2 separate regions of the Mus musculus genome follow, and region 2 is linked to region 1. Evidence: chromatin contacts called from public Hi-C data. All regions are on one chromosome and are shown on one strand. Each heading gives the region's core, a stretch centred on a gene start, on an enhancer-like site or on the middle of the called end of the contact. The rest is flanking DNA. Distances are from core to core; before and after follow the strand shown. Region 1 overlaps Disc1 (disrupted in schizophrenia 1). Region 2 overlaps Pcnx2 (pecanex homolog 2).

What was found. Hi-C and Micro-C count contacts between places; a contact is called where the count stands out from the background.
Region 2: a Hi-C map of bone marrow-derived macrophages shows a contact between it and region 1, with 14 read pairs. The contact joins two enhancer-like sites. A contact is called at or near these places in 1 of 484 Hi-C or Micro-C datasets (bone marrow-derived macrophages), 1 of 115 datasets of contacts at active chromatin or transcription factors (embryonic stem cells) and 2 of 9 other capture datasets (embryonic tail and embryonic trunk).

Annotation. Positions count from the first base shown.
Region 1 is chr8:125,197,390-125,201,999 of GRCm38.p6, forward strand. All of the region lies in intron 9 of Disc1 (disrupted in schizophrenia 1), which reads left to right. Among named protein-coding and RNA genes, the nearest start is that of Disc1, 150 kb to the left of the region's middle. Within about 2 kb of position 2,067, at least 23 of the 459 cell types and tissues checked have an H3K27ac peak or open chromatin away from gene starts, as enhancers often do. A contact at or near this core is called in bone marrow-derived macrophages, where this site is marked.
Region 2 is chr8:125,753,951-125,758,560 of GRCm38.p6, forward strand. The region is part of intron 32 of Pcnx2 (pecanex homolog 2); the gene reads right to left. Gm39285 (a long non-coding RNA gene) reads left to right here. Exons shown (of 2, transcript XR_003947615.1): 2 at 1-746. Among named protein-coding and RNA genes, the nearest start is that of Gm39285, 4.0 kb to the left of the region's middle. Within about 2 kb of position 2,306, at least 49 of the 459 cell types and tissues checked have an H3K27ac peak or open chromatin away from gene starts, as enhancers often do. A contact at or near this core is called in bone marrow-derived macrophages, where this site is marked.

The DNA of each region.
Region 1 (4,610 bases), core at 817-3,316:
ATGGATTCAGGATGCAGGTTCATACGGATGAGCTGCAGCTTGCCCCCAGGGCACAGGCTGCTCTCTCAGACCCACCCTTACTTTGTGCTCCTCCTCCACAGTGACTTGCTGACCACAAGGTACAAGGTGATCTTACGAGTTGGCTTGGGTCACACAGCCTCTTGACAATTGGCCCCAGCCTGTCCTGTATGAGCCAGGGTCCAGCATGTGGATAAGCTAGAGTTTTATTGGCTAGATTTTCAGTGTTCAATATTAGGAAACTGGGCTGAAGGAAGGGCTGGGCCGGAAGGGCCCTCTAACAGGGCAGGGGAAAAAAAGCTCAGAAAACAAAAAGAGAGGCCCTTGGGACTTAGATGCTAGCCAGAGATTTATTCATCCATGGAACTTCCTAAGGATTTTTGGATATGGAGGAGGAGAGGGGTCAAGCTCAAACTCTGCTCTCATACTCTAGCCGTGACCTCTTTAAGCAAGACCACATCAGAGGGCTGAGACTCTCCCAAGGGGATGTGCTATTGTCTTCATGGCTTCATGCATGTTCTCAGGACTCGGTCTGCTTCCTGGAATTCTTGCTTGGGATCCTGGAGAGCCTCCGTACGTTTAGGTCTATGAGTGTGTGTCTGGAATGAAGTGCCCCTTCAGCCCACCCACGGCTTTGGAGATGACTGGTGGATGGAGGCTCCTTCTGACTTAATTTTTCTTCAGCCACAAAAGAACCTTCTTTTCCTGGACACACCAGGTTGGCCTTCTTCTTCCCAGTCTGAATTTACAGCCTTACTATAGTGGGGTCTACATGGTTGCTAGTGTTAGCCAATTTATATTGAAAAACAAAATAAAACAACCCTGAGCCCAAGAATGATACATATCTGCACAGATCTAACTTAGGATCATTAAGAGCATTGTTATTGGGTTGCTACTAGTGTGTGTGTGTGTGTGTGTGTGTGTGTGTGTGTGTGTGTATACAGATATTTGTATGACAGGCTGCTGCAGCGTCGTCATGCACAGCAGCTGAAGTGTCCGGAACATTCTCATAGCCTGAGTATAGATTCTGTTCTGGTATTGTGTCCGATGCCACAGGAATTAGGGGACCTGTGTCACTCTTCTGTGGCAGAGACAATTTCTTTGTGAAGCTGACCTTCCACCCATCTGCTCACAGTAGTCTCTGCTTTAAGCCTTTCTCTGTGTCTCAGTCACAGGGCAGACAGGCCAAGACTGTTAGGCAGTTGTGTCACAGCAAACAGGAAAGGGAGGGATACAGAGCCTTGACGAGTGTTCTACAACAAGTTCCTAAGGCTGCCGGCATCCTGTTAGAGGCTCTGTGGGTTCAGTCTAACTTTACTCAGTCCCGAGGCAGTATCTGGTTCTGTACCTCAGAATGCCGGGCATTCACTCTGGAACCTAAGCTGACCTCCAACTCTTTGAAGTCTTCACATCTCAGCTTTCCCTGTGCTAGGAAGACAGAAGAGATCCCCACAGCAGCTCAAGAGGCTCCTGGGTCCGGTCAGTCCTGTGTGAGGGACAGTAGCATTGGCAGGGCCTATTGTTCTCTCTCAGGTGTCCTCCACACAGAAGCTGTGCCCTTGTGTCTAGAAGGTACTTAATTTCCCTGGAGCTTGGCCCACCGGAGTGTACTGTCCTGTGACGTTTCCTCTGCTCCACCTCTGGCTCCTACTCTGGCTCCAGACAAAATATGGAAATCCTGTCCCAAGGAGTCTCTGTCACAATACAGCCCTACAGTCCAAAGAATGCACTTTTAACCCCAGATTGTGGGAATGGTTGAAATCGTTGGTGTTGTGGCCTCTGCTTGCTGGAGAGCTGCTCTTCCCAGGCTCTGCGGGGACTTGGTGGCACTTCCCCACCCGCCACATAGAGCACAGACAAGCCTCCTCTGAAAACGTGCAAGTCACAAGCTCATCAGAGGCTCCATGGGAAAGAGCTCAGAGCAAGCGGGCAGGTAGGGCTAGAGACTCTTCCGTAGCTTATTTGGGCCAGGAAGCCCAGGGAGGCTCAAGGAAACCGAGCCAAGGAGAGAGTCTGCAGAAGGCAGAAATACCAAGGGAAGAAGGAAGTGACTGGGGGATGGCCCTGGGTTTTTTCCGGAGTCTAGCAACGTTGTTTTGGAAGCCAACACACGACTTCTCTTTTGTATTCATTCCCTTTGGGAAAGGGCTGCGGCTGCCTCTCCGGGTCCCTCTGTTTCTTAGCCTTTTTGGTTAAGGTCAAGTGTGTTGTCTGTTACCTCAGGTTCTGTTCTATGTAAGAAGAGGCGCTTGGTGAGGAGGACAGAGCTGCTGGATTGGCTCCTGGCTTGGTTGGGAACCTGAATGAGACAGGGGGTTGCTGTTAGCAGAGGTGTCCAGCATGGACGTGTGGTAGCTGTGGAAGGCCAGCTGCATGTCTGAAGTCACTGGGAATTCCTGGGCTCCAGGACAAGCTGGGAGTCTGAGATCAACTTGCCCGTTACTCTCATTGTCAATAGAGAAGAAAAATAGGGGTGTGGCTTTTAGCAAATAAGCTGGCAGAATGTTCCCGTTACGTTCCCCCCACAACACTGGTCTTTGACCCACTGGGGCCTCTGATCATGTGATTTAAATATCCCAGGCAAGAGACCAGAGGGCAGAAAAGCTTGGTGGCATATTGAGTTCACAGGGAGCCTGTGGCATCAGGTGTATTACCGAGGTCTGCTACTGAATTCTCTCTGGTCTGATCTAGTCTGTGTGTTTGTGTGTCCACGTGAGATGATTGTTCACGCTGATGTCGCTCCCATTTGGACATCCTTAGTTTTCTTGTGCAGGTAAAAACACGGATCTGAAGCCGGGGAACATATCTGCTCAATGGGCCTGTGTGTGTTTGGCTCTCTACTGGTCTTATCTCAAAAACTCTGTTCTTCCTCTGTGCCCTGGTAGCACCATCTGCCCTGTGGCTGGGGTACATGGAACTGCCAGGTCCATGACACAAAGCCCTCCTCCAGCTGCTGCTGCTGCTGTGATGACTGACACTCCAGCAGCCAATCGCCTGCGTTTGCTGGGCCTTCTAAGCCAGATGAGTGACTTAGGCCACGGCTGGTTCCTAACTGAATAGTCATGGATCGGGTGCTGTCTGCGTCTAGCACGGTCTGTTCATGTCCCTGGCTCAAGCTCACTCCTCCGCAGCCTGTCAGAAGTCACGCCTCAACCTCACTGAGCCCTTATTAAATTGCTTTAGAAATTAAGCTCAATCTGCACTCCCTAGAAGACTCCTGTGTAACAATGTGTGAAATGGAGGTTAATGCCCCTCGGCTGTTGCTTCTGTGATGGTGGGGACGAGGAGAGCCAGTCTGGCATCAATGGCCACTGTCAGCTGCTGTGAGGACATGAATCTCCTGGACTCTGTGGGAGTGAGAAGGGCATCGCCCTGGTCTTCGGATAAGTAAGTGAGGTATGGAAATGCTGGTTTGTGTATTCAAGGTCCTTCCTAAGTTGCCGAGCTCTTCTGTAGCCAGTCGTTGCTGGACGTCTCCCACGGACAGACTGTCTGTGGCATTCAAGCCCATGTGGAGGGAGAGTCTTCATTTGGATCAGATGGGAAACTGTTCAGGTTCAAAACTGAAACCTGACTCTCCTTTCTAAATAGGTGGCAAGGATGTTGGGAAGTGTCCCTGCTCTCCACCCCACACAGACCAGCATACTCTGGAATTTGTGTCTTCCATGGAGTTGATTTAGAGAGTGGCTAGATGACCTCTGAGGGAAAGGGCAGACATGGAGCCCCTGGGAGCAGCCTGCAGACTACTTCACAGTAAGCCCGAGCTAGAGACAGACCATATATTGAAGTGGGAACTTAAGAGTTCTTTGGAAAGCCACTAGTGTTGGATGGTGTTTTACTAAGGCGAACACGTGAAGGAACATCTCATTGAATCGGACACAGGAGAAAGGATGTTCTATTAAAACAAACAATGTGAAAAGACACGTGATAAAGGATTCTTTGCTAACCACATACATGTATTGGTCTGTCTTATTTCGCATAGCTGAGCTCTGTTTGTCTGGACTCTATAGAGAGAAATACATCAAAAAAAACCAAAAAACAAAAAAACCTTTTGGTGGTATGTCTTGACTTCTTGTTGCTTCTGTGGACTCAGGCTGATTGGCAGAGTGATGTCAGCTGAGACAGATACCTGTGCTACAACAAGACACGTGATATTTGGAGGGTATAACTAGGACTTGACAGTGACCGGGGCTGAGCTAGGCTTGCTTATAGAGCTAGCTGTGCAATGAATGCTGTACAGGGCTTGTGGGTCTCAAGTCCTCACTGATCTTCGCTTTGCTGAGAGAGGCAGAGCTGAGAACTTCTCCTGGTGTTCCTGTTGGCCCTGGTCCTCCCTGCTGACTCAAGCTGTGGCTGAGGCCTGGCTGTCTCTGCTAGGTCATGCCACCATTGCTGATCCCTGTTTGCCATCCCTTCTCTACCGAACTGGACTGCTGGCGTATCCGAGAAGTGTTTATGAGTGGATCGAGCTGCTGCTGCTGACCTGTGAGCTGAACTGCTGATTTCCTGACAACGCAGATGGGATTTGCTCCCAAGAGGCATTTCTAAACAGGTCCACTTCCCCTGTATTCTTTCTTTCCCACTATCTCTGG
Region 2 (4,610 bases), core at 1,056-3,555, 560 kb after region 1:
AATCCCCCCCCAAGAACCTCTCTGGACTTGATGGGCTCACCTCCTGTGTGCCACTTCCCATGACTGAGCTCACCTCCTGTGACTGCTGCACCCTGGCTTTGCATCCCAGGCCACAGCTTCAAGACATGAACTTCCTGGAAACATTTCCTATGCGAATCATCTGAGTGCTTTTAGACGTAGAATTTAATTTCAGGGGACTGCAGAAGCCAGGTAGGTATATCACCAGGCATTATTCTATCCTTTAAAATGTATTGTCTAATGACTGTGTTCAATGAAATGCCTTTTCCTAATTATGTGTGTATGTGCATCTGCGTGTATGTGTACTCGTGTGCAGTGCCCCTGGAGACTAGAAGTGTCCGTGCCCTGGGACTGTTGTGAGCTGTCTGACAAGGGACTAGAACTCTGGTCCTTTGTAAAAGCAGTAAGTCCACTTAACTACCAAGCCATCTTGTCAGACTCCAGTGGAATCTTTCTGATGTTGTGTATGACTACTGTCTGTCCAGGAAACTGATACCAAGCCAAGAGAGGGGTAAGAGCTCTGGGGTTCTGTAATACAGTGGGGTAACATCTCACAGCAGCTGGATAGAAGAGTCTAAAGGTGCCTCACGTTGAGATGACGGCTGTGGGAGGGGCTATATGTGCTAATTACCCTGGTTTGATCATTTCCCAAGGTGGATACACATCAGAGTGTCATTCTGCACTCCATAAATGTGGCCGGTCAAGAAATAAAACCTTTTTAAATCTTAGAAACGGAGCATTTTTGTCTCAGATGGCCAGGGATACCCATATCTGTGTGGTGTTGCAGACACCTGCACAACCTGTGTCCAGGAAAGCCAGGTCCACCCGGAGAGACCCAGCAGTGGTTGGAGGTGACCATTTAACCTTTGGTCACAGTGACGGTGTCTTCCTTTCCAAAGGGCATTTATTGGCGACCTGCCTGGGTTTCCTCTGGGCTGTGAAGATGGAAGTCTCAACTTGAGGTGATGTATGGGGTCCCCAGAACTGGTGCTGGCTTCTCTGGGCTGAGCTGCCCGGGGCCTCTCTGTCTTGAGCACAAGGGAACTGCCTTGGCCCTGAAGGTCCCCGTTGAGAAGCCAGTCCGATATGGCTTCTTCTAAAAGGGTGGATATTGTGAGCAAGGAGTCCAGAAAGGCCAAGCTTCTGTGATTTCTAAAGCTGATCTCTGTCTAAAGCCCTCCCCAGGTCAGTGTTCTTCACCCACACTAGGCAGGGCCTTCTGCTGATCCAAAGAGCAAGGAAAAGATGCCTACAGAGCATCAAAAGGGAGCTATACATAGTCCATGCAAGACAAAGGGCCTCCCTAGTCCTGAAGCGTCAGCTACTCTGTGTGTTTGTGTGTGTGTGTGTGTGTGTGTGTGTGTGTGTGTGTGTGTGTTATACTTGTGTGCACATTCACATGTGTGTGGTGAGGCCAGAGCTGATGCTAGGCGTCATCCTCTATTGCTCTTTGTTCCATGGTGATTGGCCACCAAGCCCCAGGGGTCCTCCTCTCTACCTGCCTCACAGTGCTGGGATTAAGGGCTGCTGTTGAGGATCTGAACTTGGACCCAGGCTCAGGCAGCATGCCTTGTACACACTGAGCCGTCTTCCTAGTTCTGCCTCACATGCTCTTTCAGCTTTTCATTGCTCTTCTTTTTTTTTTTCTCAATTTTAATTTTACAAACAACACTGAGCATCAAGAAAGCCACGTTAAAATCACCGCGCTTCCCAGACTCATTATTTTACAATTAACTTATTTTTTTTCCAACGGCCGCATTATCACATCATGAGCATTTCTAGGGAAAAACCTTCAGACCTGAATGGAAATGCAATGTGAATTACGCTCCTTGGTTCATTACGTTTGCTTTGTCTTTGATCATTTGCTGGGAGGTTGTGGCGAGAATCCTTAGTGATATAAAATAGCAGCCCTTCTCTCTGGTGTGGACTCAGGCTAGTGATGGGTTTGTATCCACTTGTAAGTAGGTCATCAGGCTCAATGCGAGGCTATCTCTCCTGTGATGTTTACTGTTTAGCGTGATGAGGTGACTCTGACTTGTGAGAAACTGTGTGAGGTTGTCACATGGAACTCCTGGCAGTGGGCACGAGTGTGAAGTGCCCAGCACTTCGGTGTGGTGGCCTAGGCTGGCCTGCTTATTGGATTCTGGCCAGGCACCAGCGCTCTCGGCTTCTGACAAAGGATCAGAACTGGAAGGAAAGACAGGAACCAAGGCAAGGAGCAAAGACAAGGCAGGGCAGTCATGGGAGGTGAGCCCATCATGGCGAGTCTCTTGTAAGACAGTTTCCTGTCAGTCAGAGGAGTGGTGAACGGTCCTGCTAGAACTGTACACTCACTACAGCTGAGCGCCTGACTCCTTCCTACCTTGCTCTTCCCAGAGGCATGTTTCTCACCCTTTTGTGGCTGCGTGCCTTTCTATCACATGACAGCTAGCACTTAGGGTCTGAAGGAGAGCTGGCTCCCCCAGGCTCGGGAGTGGCATCCAGTTGGTGGTGCTGTTTTGGGAGGCTGGAACTTTTGGGTGGTGGCAGCTCCCTGGAAGATGTGGCTCATGGGGAGCTGGGCAGACCTTGAAGTTTACTGCCCAGCCGCTTCCCTCCGAGCACAGTCTGCCGCTCTGATGATCAGATGCAGACTGAGCCTGCGTGCTCCCCACCCCCCTGAGGGACTCTCTCTCCTGAGTTAGTCGATTGGGCTTCTCTGTGAAGAGCATGAACTTGTGTGCTTCTAGAGGCGAAGGAAGAGAAACACAGCCATTAGCTCTTTCTTTGAAAGGGGAAGGAGCGTGTCTCCTCTCTGCCTTCCTTGTTCTCCCAGTCTGCTGGACACAGGCTCGGCTGCAGTGCCCAATTACCTCATCTTGCTAGGCCTGGGGGTGGGGGTGGGGATCTTGGCTATCTACCATGTTCCTGTCTCCATTCCTGCCCACAGTAGGGAGGGAGTTGCTTCAGGGGGAATGGATTGTCAGTTTTACCCACCAGAAGGATGGCCACTGTTAAGTGGGCCCCTTGCCAGCCAGGGGGCAGGGCAAGGCTATGGCAGTCAGAGGTGTAGCCAGGGGTACAGATGGGAGGCTGGGAGTGTGTGGGTGTCCTGGGGCTCAACACTGTCAGGGCTAGGACAGGATAGCAGCCAAAGGGAGACCACAGTGGGTAGGAATAGGGGCTCAGGGACTGTCCTTCCTCCTCAGAATCCCAGCTTGGCTGCTTACTAGTTGGGTACCTAAGGGTAGTAACTTGCCTTCTCTGTGCCTTGTATCTCCATCTGGGAAGGGAAGACAGAACACTCCTGAGGGTCTAGAGCCATGGAGTGTGTAAAGGACCCTCATGTGGTATCCTAAGACTGGCACTGTGCCAACAGTCTCTGTAGTACAGATCACATGGGACGCAGAGCAAGGAAGACACCACAAGCTAGGTCAGGGCTGGGAGAGCCTCAGCCTAGGACTGATTAGATTTGAGGGCTGGGAGCCCAGGCTCTGGGGTATTTTAGTTCAGAGCTGGGCTGGACTCAGAATAGTTTTAAGAAGCAATAATCAAACCATTGCCTGCTTTAGCTTTTTTGTTTTGTTTTGTTTTTCAAGACAGGATTTCTCTGAGTAGCCCTTGCTGTCCTGGAACTCACTCTGTAGTCCAGGCTGGCCTCGAACTCAGAAATCCGCCTGCCTCTGCCTCTCAAGTGCTGGGATGTGCCACCAATGCCCGGCTTTAGCTTTTCAAATATCTTGCATCAACGCAGGCCCTCTTCATCTGGTGGTAAGGGGGGAGGGGGAACTGCCATAGCCTGGGTCTTGAACTGGCTTCAGCAGCTAAGGGTACTGCTCGGCCCTGAAAAGGCAAAGCCATTCCTTCACCAAGAAGGGCCTGCCAGGGCCTCTGACACACTCGCTCTGGCCAGATGTGCCAGCAACAAGAACAAGAAAGTGCAGGTGCTCACGAGATTTTCTGGAAAATCACCCGTGTATCCTTGAGACACGTTTGTCCCATCAAATCAAAGCCTAGGGAAGCAACATGGACCTCGGGGCGACTGGGGACCATGGGCGCTGTGCTGGGCTCAGCGTGGCAGCAGCTGGTGGATGGTGGAGCTGTGTTGGCTTCTGAGCAGCTGACTGCTGTATTTGCTGTGCCATCAATCACCCACCTACCAACCTTCCTGTTATCTACTGTCCATCTCCTCTTTATGGTCCCCAATTCTCACCTTTCCTCATCTGTGTACCTATTATCTACCATCTCATATTATATCATCTCTCTCTGTGTGTATATATATACATGTGTGTGTGTGTGTGTGTGTGTGTGTGCGTATATATATATACATATATATATATATGTATATATATACACACAATTCTCTACTACATATGTATATACATACATACATACATACATACATACACATACATGTATATATTATATACCTTAACTACCTAATGTATACTGGTCATCTATTGATATATGTCATTTAGAGTACCTATTATCTTATCTTCCTTCCTATCATTTCAACTATCTCCATGTTTAACTATCTATCATCTATCTATATATCTTCTGTCTCTATCTGTCTATCTGTCTGTCTATCTATCTATCTATCTATCTATCTATCT